2 separate regions of the Mus musculus genome follow, and region 1 is linked to region 2. Evidence: chromatin contacts called from public promoter capture Hi-C data. All regions are on one chromosome and are shown on one strand. Each heading gives the region's core, a stretch centred on a gene start, on an enhancer-like site or on the middle of the called end of the contact. The rest is flanking DNA. Distances are from core to core; before and after follow the strand shown. Region 1 holds the start of Nwd2 (NACHT and WD repeat domain containing 2). Region 2 has its middle 360 kb from the start of Dthd1.

Region 1 (7,080 bases), core at 3,834-6,333, 480 kb before region 2:
GGGAACTCTGTGTAGTTGTGGATTTTTTTGGGGGGAACTGAGTTTGCATAGACTAAATCACATTCTCCCATAAAGTCCATATCTATTAGCTGCAGTATCAAAATCCCCAAGTCTTAGTGAACAACAGACTGCCCTCAGTTTGAGTGATGGCATAGCCTGAAACTTTATTTGACATGAAGCCACTTATTGTCTTTATCCACTTAGAGCAGTGGTTTTCAACCTCCTAATGCTATGGCCCTTTAATACAGTTTCTTATATTGTGGTGACCCCTAACCAAAAAAGTATTTTGTTGCTACTTCATAACTATAATTTTGGTATTTTATGAATTGTAATGTAAATATCTGATATGCAGAAGATATCTGATATGTGACTTCCAAAGGGGTCACAACCCACAGGTTGAGAATCACTTAAAGTTTTGTGTCAGTGGCCACATTTATATGTAATTAAGTTCATTAATTGACACAATGTTTATATCATTAAATTTATTAAAATTAATAAAATTCAGATTTTTAGTCATACTATTCAGTACTCAGCCATCACATATGACTAATGCCATCAGGCAGACATTTCTAGCATTTAGGGAAGGCACTACACAACATTTACTAAAGTGAAGGGTTCTTAAAGACACATGTGTGGCATGTCTGATAATCCAGACCCCACATATTGAATAGAAAATACTCATTTTCTCAGGGGAGACAGCAGAGATTACCAACTCATATCTATTCCAGGAGATCACAGGGTACAGGACCATGGGCTTGAATCATTCTTTGTCAATAACAAAGGGAATGTCTTATCTCTCTATTGTATAAAGGTTTTATTTAATTTACCCTTCAAAATAGATATATGGAATATGAGAGCCTTTATATTCTAATATCTGGGAAACTCACACAGTATTTTTTCCTTTCCATCTGTTTAGGCTGGTTAAGCTAATCACAGTAGACAATTTTGTATGTGTCTTGAAAACATTTTTTTTCCACAGAAGTATAAACGTTATTCCGGAAGAAAAGCAGTGGTTACATGACACAAAAACTTCCAAGGATTAGAAATATGGCACAAATGAATGAGAGTGAGATTAGGTAAAGTCCATTCAATCAATTAAGTTTGGATAATGTGATGGTCTCACCCTGCAAAGTACTCAGCATCATCTATGCAGTAAAGACAGGTCAGATGTAAATATACTTTTGGAGAAGTACAAGTCCTTTACAGTCTGAAATTCTGTTGCATGTCCCATGACTCCCTCTCAGTGGGAAGAAGTGGGTTGGGCTGGTTATGTTCCCTTTTAGTTGCTCATATTCTTGGAGTTAGACAATTCTGTGCAGCACGAACCCACCATATTTGGCCATGTAGATGTGAGACATTTACAGGGATCTGGGTGCTGCCTAGACTGGCAAAGAACAGCAACATAAGGATTTTAAGTTTCCTATGGGATCTGCTTATTTCACTCTTCTTTACGACTCTAGAAAAGTAGCTTCACTGCAAACAGCCTTAGTTGTCTCACCTGTAGAATAGGAAGAATTCCTTTATCCACCACTTTTAGAGAGGCTGTTAGAGGATGAAATAAAAATGGAATGAGCTAATACATGGGAAACTATCCATTCTGAAGGCACATATTGCTGTCATTGTGGAGAGGGAAATTCCAATTCCACACTAGTTTTGTAAAGCAATACCTATTAAAAACCAATCCTCTCAGCAAGACTTTTGTTGGATTTCCCAAAACAAAACAAAACAAAACAAAACAAAACAAAACAAAACAAAACAAAACCTACTATGCCTTCAACACAAAACAGCTTTATGAGTATAATGCAAATTGGGTTTCTGCTTCTAAAGGAAACATGAGATAATGTCTTTTGTCTTAATTTGACAGTGGAAAGGCTCTTTATCTTTAGTATTGTCCAAGAATCTAATATTGGATGCTACCGAAACACAAGCACTCGCTTTCTAAATTGCATCCATAAAGATGCCATGGTAAAGTGCTGCCTCAGATGGAGCATTTCCCAGCATTTTAAGGCTTCAGGTTGAGAGCATTAAAAATGCCCATCTCTGCCTATTTTCAATATGCCCTTGGCTCTTCAATCTGGATAAAATTCAGAGTCCTGCTTCTACTAAAACTTCTCAAGTAAGCTTCATATTTCTGGTCCTTTAAGATCAGCCTGGAAACTGTCCAGCAAAATCATTTGACCAATAGGGGTGGCTTGTGTTTGCTTGCTTTCCTCTGCTTAGTGTGTGTTTAAGTTTTTAATGCAACTAAGTTGAGAGTTTGAAGAATACCATGCAGGTGCAGGTGTAACACATATTAATTGTTTTCCAGTTTCTACTTAAGCTGGCAGCATCAATTCATTATCATGCAATCCCATAAAAGGCACATTTAAAGCAAGAAACAAGTTAACCACTGCTTACATTAACAGAACACTCACACTATTTTAGAAGCAGTTTTCTTAAAGGACAAGATAAGAGTTTTAGTTGGCTTCACAGCAGGGCAAACAATTCACGTGGCAATTAAGAAAACCTTGGATAACTGAAAATGGCAAGACTAGACATTATCTAACATAATTCTTTTCGCCATTATGCTGAGACTTGTAGATTTCCTGAACCCTAACTTTAACAAGGCTGTCCATTTTATGGTTATTTAAACATTTCCCATGCCCAAGTCCTGGTTGGTATACTTGCTATGGAAGGATTCTTAATGTTGTCAGGTCTTCCTAAAAGCACCCTTTATTAGGTTCTGGGAAAGTGAGTTGTAAGCTCAGGGAAAGGCAGTCAGGCCCTCCACGCATAGAACTCTCCTTAATTTTGTATTATTTATTTAATTATTTCCCCATTCCATTGTGACCACAAGTACTTTACCAGAAATTTCCAGTAGCTCACCCCTCCCCTTTAGAAGTGCTTGTTTCCAGAAAGTTACCTTTTCTGTCCTTTTACAGCAACAAAATAGAGCTTTGGATGTTTAATGGATCAAACTCTTCAGTGATTATTTGAATGTGAACTTTTTGTTTTGTTTTGTTTTTCTTCAATTAGGTCAGAGGTTTGCTGTGGTACAGAAAAAGTTAATTCACAACAGGCTTGTATAATCTTACACATCCTTCTTAAGTCTCTTTCATTCTCTCTCATTCTCTCTCTCTCTCTCTCTCTCTCTCTCTCTCTCTCTCTCTCTCTCTCTCTCTCTCTCTCTCTCTCTCTCTCCCCTGAACTCTTATCCACTTTGCTATGTGCATTCTTCATTTTCTCACCATTCACTGGAAAGGAGAGTTAACCTTAGGAACCAAGAACTACTCAATGCAGCATCTATCTGGTGGTGCTTGACCCACGCTTGACCTGCTCAGGAGAGAACAAGTCCCAGTGCCCAACTAAGATGAGCTCATCTGAGTGGACCAGCACTAATTCAGCTCTGGGTTGGGGGGCCGCTCCCTGGACCTCCACTGGCCTTTCTATCTGCAGGACCAGTGTTTCAAGGAACATACTTGGCACTTGAGTGAGAACGAGTGACAGCAGGGAACCCCTTTCAGTCACAGGCCACCAGAGGCTAGCTATTATTTGTGTATTAGGTAAAAGAAACCCATTAAAGAGGCAAAGGCGATGGAGTAGTAGAGGCAGAATTGATCTTCTAGAAAGTCTACCAATAACGCCTTTGCGATGTTTTAGATTGACTCCTGGAAGACAAGTGTGTCCTAGTAGTCAGCAGGGGAGCGGATGAGCTCAAGAAAATTAAGGGATTGGAATGAAATTCCCACGCGCTTGGGGGCTGCAGAGGGAGGCAGGGAGCGCAGGGAAGCAGGGCGTACCCCGCTGTGCGGGCCCCATACACTTTCGGACCCGCGCAGATCAAAGGAAGGACCAACAGACCTACTTAAAGCGCCAAGGGACTTACCTTCAGGGTTGGCGCTGATGAAGACCCGGACGCTGCGACCGGCGGGTACCAGGTGAGAAGGAAGGGCGGTGAGATTACCAGAGAACGCCGCCCGCCGGAGCGCGGAGTCCCGGGGACAGGGCAGCTTGGTGCCCGCACCGGCCGGCCACATCGCCCTGTGGGAGGGAAGATCAGCTGCCACCACCGTCTCTGCTTCTCGGGTCTTTGACCCTCCGCGGTCCCGCGAGGGCGATGTCCGCCGGCGAAGCAGCTCAGAGTCGCTCGGAGCTCTGAGCGCAGCCGGCGAGCTTCGCAGCGCTCAGCAGCCGCTTTGGAGCAGCGGCCATAGGGACCCTCGGGTCCCCAGTTGTTGTCGCCTCCTACACCTCTGAGGACTGCCTTGACTCCCGCCCGAGGCTCGGCGCCGCAGCGCAGGAGGTCAGCGTGGAGGATGCTACGCGGGCGGTGCCAGGTTGCACCGAGAAGAGCCCGCTCCTCTCCTGGAGCCCGTAGCCATGTCCCTACTGGTGTCCACCGCGGGAGGAGGGGGCAGCCGGGCGTCGGGGACCTGGCGGAGGACCAGAGCAGGTCAAAGTTTAGGAGACGGTGGCAGGAGTCGGTCAGGACTCTCAGAAACAACGCGGCTCACGGGGCGGCTGCGGTGTAGATGCGCGGGCTGGGGGCAGCCCGGGGACCTCTTGGTTTCCTAGGAGGACTCGCACCAGAACCCCAGGCGGCTCCCTCAGTGAAGGACAGGAGATCGATCTGCCCGAGATTCCTGCTATCCTCCCTCGAACTCCCCTAAAGGTCAAACCAGCTCTGTGCATTTGCGGGAATCCAGTCGCGCGGGCGTCTGCAAGCCTTTGCCAAGTCCCCCAAAGTTCAATGCTCCTCCACACCACACGCCAAGGGGCTGGAGCATTAAAGCTCCAGGCATTGAGAAAGGTTCTCCCTGCCTCTCGTGGCGTGGGAGGACACGTCTCGCCTCGGCGCTCTCTCCCCACGCTCGTGCAATCGGGGGATTTTTATAGCTAAGCCACGATGCTCACGTGGCCCTCCCCGCGTGGTCGCGGACCCTTTTGGGGAGCGAGTCTCTGCGGGCAGTTCTCCTAGACCTTTAAAGGACCAGGGAGCCTCCCTGCTCCCGCTGAGAAGCCTTTCCTGGCTGTTCGCCCTCCTGTGGGCGCGCAGGAACCAGGCGGCTTCCAGGGCATTGGGAGCCCCACGCAGTAGTGGGTGTGAGCTCTGGCTCAAGGGAAGGATGCAACTACAGAGAAAGACTCTCTGCCACGCCCCACTTCTGGCAAAGTGCAAGGGGCCTTTGTTTGGGGGCCTAGGTGGCAAAGTTGGCTCAAGGTTGTTGGTAATCTGCACTCACTGAAGGGGCCTGAATCACTTTCTTTGAGGGGGATCAGACTGTGCATCCTGGGGCCAGGGTCTGAACATCTGCAGGATCCCAAGTGGCATGAGATGCAGAGAAGTCCAAATGTGTAATTGCCGTCACCCTCTGAAACCCTACAAACTCCAGGAGAGGAGATAAGAGTGATTTTATTGAATGGGGAAGTAGGAAGAAGGGAGTATTTGGAGCCTGCCTTGAAGCTGGACCTTCAGATTTCTCATTCTGAGGTTGGGTCAGGATCATATTTTAGAGAGCAAACACAGCCCATCCCACCCCACCCTCGAGACTGGGGAGAGGATGGGTGGGTACAAAGCTTAGTTGGTTGCTCGTATTTCTAATTACCAGTTCTTAGAAACTGAGGTAGTAGGATTTTTGCTAGTGCCAGGACAGGCCAGCCTGGACTATATACAGTGTGAGACCCTGTCTCAAACAAAATGATAGCTAGTCGCTTCATGGCATGTTTATCTTCTCACCTGAAGACTCCTATCCTGGGCATCTTCTGGCATCCCCATCGTCTGCACTTCCTCTGGGTCCTGAGGGTGGCAGTGAAGTCCTACATAGTGCTGTTTACAGTCTTAGAGCACCCCACACCCAACACTCATTCTGGGCTAACCTCTTTGGAAGAACTGGGTCTCTAGGTTTTTAAGGCTCCAACTACTCCTGAGAGTCTGAAGCAGACAGCACTTGTTACTGTGTGATGATTTCACAGAACCCATGAAGAATTCCTGTGGATAACCTAGCCAGCTAGTCAATTAATTCATTCTAGCGAATCAGCTTTTCAAAATCACTATTTCCAAGTAGGAAGGCAATCGGGAGCAGAATCCAGAGACTCTCGCCCTCCATGGCCCCTGGTTATGTACTGAAAATTCTGTAACAGGTAATGAATGCAGAGTGCTGGCCACTGCTCCAGCCTTTACGAAGATATAGTATCCATCCCAGGGAAAGGGTCAGGACTACATTATGCCTCACCTCCCAGCAGTTAAAACAATATGGATAAAATGTTTACAGAGTGTCACCTGCCTGAATCCTCCTCCCCTCTCTTATTTATATTTCTGTTTTTAGACTCAAGATTAGTGTTTGTTTCCTTCAGATCTTGCTCCAGTGTTGAATTTTCTTTGAATGACTTTGGGGTTTTTGGCAGCCTTTGTAACCTAATTAACTTCTAGACAGGCTGAAGTTTAGCATCTGCCTGTGTCACTGCCGACCAAGCCTGCAGAAGAGAGATTTGTCACTGTTCATAGCATAGTCACTGCACCACCACCTTTGCTGGAGGTAAAGCTAAGCATCTTTTGAGTAGTGGGGAGGCATCTGCTTAAAGATACAGAATTGCCTACATCACTCCCACCCAGCCTCCTCCCTTACACTCTCCTAATCTATCTCTTTTTAACAGTCTGAAAACAAAGATTGATTTCTCAGCATGCAGATAGCACAAAGGAGAGGCCACCCATAATGGTAAGATTTAAGTGTCAATTCCTATGGTTTTTCAGCTTGATGAATTAGATTATTGGTTGCTCATTAGATAGATAGAAAGTCCAGATTTTGGAGGCTACTTAATTTTTATCTTTGTTTCAAAATTTTCAGTATTTACTGAAGTTTTATTTACTAATTAATATGGGGTCCTTTGGGAGAACGACTAGAGCTTTTCATTGCCAAGCCACTTCTCCAGCCCTATTTGTTGTCCTTTCAGAAATACTGATAAAAAGAATTTTATTTTAAATGTTGTAAATACTTGCTTAGGTTGTAAATAGGTTGGAAATTAAAAGTGTACCATCTTCTTTGTCTATTATAAACAATGACAACAAAAAAGAAGTTTTATTGCATTTTTGCATATAGGAGA
Region 2 (6,927 bases), core at 891-3,390:
AGTAAGGTTTAATAAAGAACTCAAATACATTTTGACCCAGAAAAATAACAAAGTATAATGCATTAGTTGAATTTCATATGACTCTTGTAGATAGATATTAGTTATCTATGTCCTTATAATATTTCAGTTTGTATTTGAAAAATTAGAAAACCATTATAAATGAATGTCTTCAACAGCAAATTAACTTTTTTAATTAATGACTTCTACTATCATCATTAACTATATTGGTTTTAGTAATAAATTTTTAATACCATCAGCTGGTGTAGGTCAAGGAATCACCATTTGAGAGGCATTCTGATTCAGCCTCCAGGGGTATGGACTCTTTCCATCCTTGTAATAATTCAAGGAACATCAGCAGTGCATTTATAATTTAAGGCCACCCTGAATTGAAAAAAAAAAATAGAAACATTTTTCCAATGACTTTTTAAAATATAAAGTATCTGATAGAATACTTTTTTGGAGAAAAAAAACCCACTTCATTGAAAATGTACAATTAAATAATATGCCCTTTCTTAGAACTGTGTTGTCTTTGACAATCTCTCATTTTCCTTCCTATGTCCCAGCATCCTTCTCTGAGGGGCTCCTAGCAGACAATGGAGGGAGGGGGCATAGAAGCCAAGGAAACATCAATTACTAAAACTAAAACTTGAATTTTAACTTCCTCCCAGGACCTACAAAAGTTGTAGAGCCACATTTGCCTTGACAATCCAGAAAATCTCATATATGTATGTGTATATAGTCACTCTCTTCCTTCATTCCCCATTCCTATCTTTGTCTGAAAGTATCCCTCTAGATGCAAGGATGCACCTGATAAGGTACATATTCTTACCTTAAATATGGAGCATTGGAACTCACGTTCAGTTCATCCTTCCTGTTGCTCTTAAAACATTTAAGCAATTGGCAGGAACACACGTTTGATTTGACACCCATTATGTAAGGATCCTTCTGTCATTCCTACTAGAACCAGGAAAGTAAAGACACTGAGGTAGGGAATCTTAGAATGGTTATTTTCATAAATGTACACCCTTGTGTTCTGAGATAATGAAGTTGTATGAATTAGCCAACAGTAAACCATCATTAATACTGAGAGATGATTTATTTAATCAGCGGCTGCACAAATCAGATGAGCAGTTAATAGGCAGTAGGAGAAGGATAGACCATAGTGGAGGAGAGTGCTAGGAATCTGTGTGTGTACAGTCTTCCTGAATTGGGTGCTTATGACTCAACTCCGGCAGATTTTTGCTATGCAAGAATGCAGGTTCTGTGCTGCCAGATTTTTCTCATTTATAAAAGAAGCCGGAAGTCATATTTTCAAGTGAAATCATCTTTACTTTAAAGTGTTGGCCAATTTCTCCTTCCTTTTAAAATATTATTCAGGCTGCTCATGTCTTAGAGTAGATGGCTATTAATGTCAGCATGTGGGAAGCTTTGTGGCAGTTTGCACTCTATTTGCAGAACTTTGAAGTCAACTTTTTATAAATAAAAACGTGAAGGCACAGTGCCACATCAATTCATTCATGTATTAGCTGTGGCCCTATTACCCTAGTTGGTAGGGTTTAGTAACTGTGACCATGTCACAGTTATATGCTCTTTAGAGTCTTTAATATACACTTTAATACTCCTTAGTATAATATAGTCTTTATAATATATTTAGTAAATATTTTTAGTAAAATATAGTGTTTAGTACTCTTCGGACCCTTTCAAGGAGGTATGCTGACCCATGTATTAGGCAAAATAATAATTTGCACTACTGAGTCTCTAAGCCTCATAAAATCATGACTCCTCAATTACACTTGAGTCAATGAGTACAAGGTAAAAAGAGCCACAGTGCTGATGGTATTGATTTCTAATGCAGTTTTGTCCAAAGTATTTCCCTTAAGCAAAGTCTATCTTGTTGCTATGGCAACATTTGCAGAAGGCTATGTAGAGGTGGGGGGGGAGTGGGGAGAGAAAGGCATCAAAAATACATTAAACGTTAGACCAGAGAAAAGGACAGCCAGGGCTTGTGATTCGGTGTTGGCTCACAGGGACAGCATTTTCTCCTTCTCCCCCACAGGTGAGAGAGCTGCACAGGACTTTGAGTAGCCTATCTCCTCCAGCAAGCCACCCCCTACCTCAGGCTCTGCAAACACCATCTGTGTGGACTGAGGAAGTGGTTTCACAAACAAATGAGTCATATGCCAGAGCTTTTCACTTGTCAGTAGTGTGTGTAGTGGGTTTGTGGGAGATTATAAAAAGATACCAATGTTGGATTTCAGTTGTCTTATCCTAACTGTATGCCAGTCCTATTTAATTGAATGGTCCCACTGATTTTGATGAGCCTTGGCATTTATCATTTCATTTGTAGTTATTTATGGCAGCAGCTCCGTGCCCGTTGATGCTAACATTACCAATGATTTCATTATTTCTTCAAGTCAGATGTCCCTGAGTCCACATCAGTGTCACACTGCACCTAACATCATATCCACTACGAGTCTTTGTCAGTTCTTCTGTCTTACTCATTCCTTTCCTGTACCCATCTTGTCACCATCTTAGAGATAGCCTTTCCCTATGTTTTTCTGTCTACAATATGACCTCCATTCAGCAGTCAGAAGACCATTCTAGAATAAATATGAGAAAGGCCACCCCTTAGACCATGAAAACATCAACAGTATCTTCTCTTAAGTTCAGTTCAAAATGTGAAAGCTCCCCAGACAGCCAAGGAAGTCCTATGCAGTCACTCTCTATGCCTTTGTTGCTTCTATCTCTCACTCCTTACCCTCCTTACCCCTTAACTCTCCCTAGTCACCCTGGCTACCTTCTTGTTTTCAGATGCTCACAAAGGCTTAGGTCCTCCTTGACCTGGTAATTTTGACTATCTTTTTTTTTTCCTAGATCAGGATCACATGACCATAGACTTACATCTTTCCTTTTTGTTAAATTTTCTTCATTTACATTTCAAGTGCTATCCCCTTTCCTAGTTTCCTCTCTGAAAGTCCTCTATACCCTCCCCTGCCCTGCTCCCTAACCCACCCACTCCCGCTTCTGCAACCCTATAGGAGGAACAACAATACGAACTAACCAGTACCCCCCAGAGCTTGTGTGTCTAATTTCATATGTAGCAGAGGATGGCCTAGTCGGCCATCAATGGGAGGAGAGGCCCTTGGTCTTGCAAAGATTATATGCCCCAGTACAGGGGAATGCCAGGGCTTGGCTATCATTTTTTTTTTTTTACAAATCTAAATTTAATTCTATATTTCCTTTGTTTTAATCTTTAGGTCAAGGTCACTGGGCTGCTTATTTTCATTTTTATCAGTTTGACACAAGATTCACCTGAGAAGGAATAACCTCAATTGCAAATATTACCTCAGTCAGAGTAGCCTGTAGGCATGTCTGTTGGGGTGGGTTTTTAATTTAATTTTATTTTGATTAATGATTGATACAGAAAGATCCAGCCCATGGTGGCTATGCAGCTTCTGAGCAGGTGGTCCTGAGTTGTACAAAAAAACAAGATAAGCAAATCCTAACAGCAGGTCAGGCCAGCAAATAGTATTCCTCTGTGGTCTCTTCTATGGTTGCTCCTTTCAGGTTTCTGCCTCAGGTCCTGCCCTGACTTCCCTCAGTGATGGACTGTGTTCTGAAAGTGCAAGCCAAATAAACCCTTCCCTCCTCAAGATGCTTTAGGTCAGTGTTTTATCACAGCAGGAGAGAAGCAAAGTGGGGCAGTACCCTTTTCTCATTATATTTCAATCTTATGCTTCTTCCTGCACTATTTTTTTTTTGTGCATTTTCATCTTATGGATCTTATCATAGGGCTATGTGTTTACTGACTTTTAGTTTTACTCACTTAATAATGAGTGAAGAGAGCTTTTCTTGTTGTTTTATATATTTTCCAGCACACCTAAGCAAGACATGATAGAATATATATTCAGTGTTCACAAGGTCAGTTCATGACAAAATGAGTGAATAGATGTAAATTCCAAGATCAAATAATTAATATTTTTTATTTTCATCTTTGTTAGTATGATTTTAAGACATTGGAGAACATAGTAACAGAGTGTCTTCCTCCACAGCAGATGGAAACAGAGACTCATAGCCACACAGTGTGCAGAGAGAGTAAGAGATCTTGAAACACTCAGCCCTACATGGGATATCTCCATCAAACAACTCCCCTCTTCTTCACAAGTGTGTTCAATTGACAAGACTATTGACATGTAAATAAATTGACAAGATGTGTATATTTATATGGAACCTTTTATAAAGAGGCCAGACACTACAATATACTTTTTTTATATCTTCATCCAAAGGCTGCTAGTGGAAGACTAAGGCAATATACCTTTTCCTCTTAACTATCTTTTATGGAATCATTGAATATTAGAAATGTGTACCTTAACTTTAGGCATTTTCAAAAGAACTATAGGATTTATTTTTTATCTTCTGGTTATATGTGATCATGTGAAAGAACATTTATATAATATGCTGTGTTAATTTAATTTTTTTATTTTGTATAAAGTAGGTTTATTCTCTATTTTTTACAGTACTGTGTGTGAGATCAATATAAATGTGAAAATAAAAGTGGTAATAACTACAGGCTGTATACTGACAACATACAGCTTTTATATAGTTATGTCACATGTGTTATCTATGTCAGCATACAACATAGGAAAACACACTTTTATAGGTTTTTATATTCAAAGTAGCCTTAGCGGGATTGGATCACAGGGCAGAAATTACGGTGGGAAGTTTATTTACAGTGACGACATGAAAAAGCCACAGTGAGAAGGGCAGGATGTACTTCAGGCAGCGTCCTGGAAGGCATATGCTTTATGATGCTTTTCTCAGTCAGTTCAGACAGTTCTTCATGCTCTTCATCTTAAATGCCTATCCTTCCTCCCTCCTGTTCTAGTTTACATGGTACCTTTGAGACATTTAGTTTAGCTTATTACCCGAATATTGGTGTTCCTGTTTTCTCTTTCTCTGTTTCCTTTGAGTATTTCATTATTTAGCAGTCATTGAGAATTTCATGCATGTATGTATATAATGAAACATGATCACATCCCACTCCAAGAACACCTTTTATCTTCCTCCATGCTCCCTCCTGCTCATCCCTCTCTAACGTCATGTCTCTTTGTGATAATCTATTAAGTCCCATTAGTGTCACTCATATGTTCATGGATGTCAGGCATTCACTGCTGCATAGGAGACCTACCAAAGGCTTCACTCCGAAAGAATAATGGTTCTGCCCAGCAGCTATCAATCTTCAATAGCCTTTCAGTAAGGTTTGGGGTCTGGAGTAGAACTCCCACATCTGTGTCAGAATTTTGGATATCTGGTCCTAGTACATGCTTTGTGCAATAACCATATTATTTTCAGAGTGGTATGTGTGTATATGTGTATGTTATGAGTATGTGATATTTTTTACGAATCATGACATCAGTAATTGTGTTTTTCCGTCATAATGCATGTTAGAGAAATAACATGTTTTAAGGGTTTCTAAGCAGTAGGTAAGGATGTTACTCAATTTCTAAGTTAGAAACAGTATCCCAGAGCAAAGAGCATCAAAGGTGTGATTTTGGTATAAAGATTAAAATTTAGGATTCATGGCTTCTTGGCCTTTTGTGTAAGATCAAGTGTAAAATTTAGGCTTGACTGGTGGCCTGTGTATTTTTCTATCTTAAACTCCCCAGAGTAGATGCTCTTATCTTAACCGGCAGTGGCATTTCATAATGGTGCACACACATGCATGCACAAACAGAGGGGGGGGGCGGGAGGGAGAAAGGGAGAGAGAGAGGAGTATTTGGCAATGTCTTGAGACAGTGACACTGAACTCCACATTTTTTTCAAATATTTTATTGACCAGAAAAGGTTATTTGAAAGCCAACTAGAAACTTAATGATAGGAGACCCCTGGAAGCAAAAGCAAGTAAAAATTCCTTCAGAGCAGCAAGGCTTCTTAAGTGCCTGGGTCACATCATTCTTGAGATCACAAGGTACTCGTAACTCATAGCCCCAAAGCCCAGGATACACACGATACAACTCACAGACCATAAGAAGGCTAACAAGAAGAAAGGCAGGGAACAAAGTCATCATAGAAGGTAGAGGGAGGGAGGGGCCTGGGTGGAGGAGGGGAAGGGGAGGTAAAAAGGGGGACAGAATCGGGTATGGGAAGAGACAGAAGAGAAGTTCAGAGGGCCAGGAGAATGAAAAGAAATACATAGGAGGATGGAACCACTAGAAAGTCCCAGGCACTAGGGATGTGAGAGGCTCCTAGAAACCAATGAGAATGACTTTAGCCAAAATATCCAACAGAGGGGAGACAGAACCTGAAGAGACCACCCCTAGTATGTCATGGCATCCAGTTGATGGAAGGGGTCACTCACTGATTCAGTTCTTCATTTACATTTCAGATGCTATGCCCTTTCCTAGTTTGCTCTCTGAAAGTCCCTATACATTCCTTCCTGCCCAGCTCCCTAACCCACCCACTCATGCTTCCTGGCCCTGGCATTCCCTTGTACTGGAGCATATGATCTTCACAAGACCAATACTTCATGCAATTTATTTCTCACTAATATTTTTATCCAATCTCATTGTATTTGAAATACATAGTTTTAACATGATTTAAATGGAGGGGTTGTCTTACTGATCCTTTCTGACCAGTTACAGAGAATCTGGACACAAAATTCTAACCATGATGTCTTACAGTTGGGGAATACACACAGAAAAGTGAGAGATTGATTTCTTGAACACAGGAACCTTCCAGATGTATCTATCAGTCTTTTAAATACATAATCTGAGAGGCTAGCCTCCCAGGGCCTAGAGTGGGAGATAAGGAACTTTGGCAAGGAGTTGCTTTCCAGGACACTTTCACCTTCATGATCTTTTTCTGTCCTATGCTTGTGGAATGAGGAATCTGATCATCATGTGCTCCCTGATCCGTGTACTACAACAC

What was found. Promoter capture Hi-C pulls out the DNA fragments that hold promoters and counts their contacts.
Region 1: a promoter capture Hi-C map of hippocampal neurons shows a contact between it and region 2, with 5 times the contacts expected there. The contact joins the promoter of Nwd2 here to the enhancer-like site in region 2. A contact is called at or near these places in 4 of 39 promoter capture datasets (embryonic stem cells, hippocampal neurons, liver and 1 more), 5 of 484 Hi-C or Micro-C datasets (cerebral cortex, cortical neurons and ventral hippocampal neurons) and 3 of 115 datasets of contacts at active chromatin or transcription factors (forebrain, neural progenitor cells and neural tube).

What each region holds. Positions count from the first base shown.
Region 1 is chr5:63,647,106-63,654,185 of GRCm38.p6, reverse strand. It overlaps Nwd2 (NACHT and WD repeat domain containing 2), which reads right to left and starts at 5,083. Exons shown (of 7, transcript NM_177006.3): 1 at 3,866-5,083. The coding sequence starts at 4,016.
Region 2 is chr5:63,164,989-63,171,915 of GRCm38.p6, reverse strand. No RefSeq gene overlaps it. Among named protein-coding and RNA genes, the nearest start is that of Dthd1, 360 kb to the right of the region's middle. Within about 2 kb of position 2,140, at least 25 of the 459 cell types and tissues checked have an H3K27ac peak or open chromatin away from gene starts, as enhancers often do. A contact at or near this core is called in cortical neurons, hippocampal neurons and ventral hippocampal neurons, where this site is marked.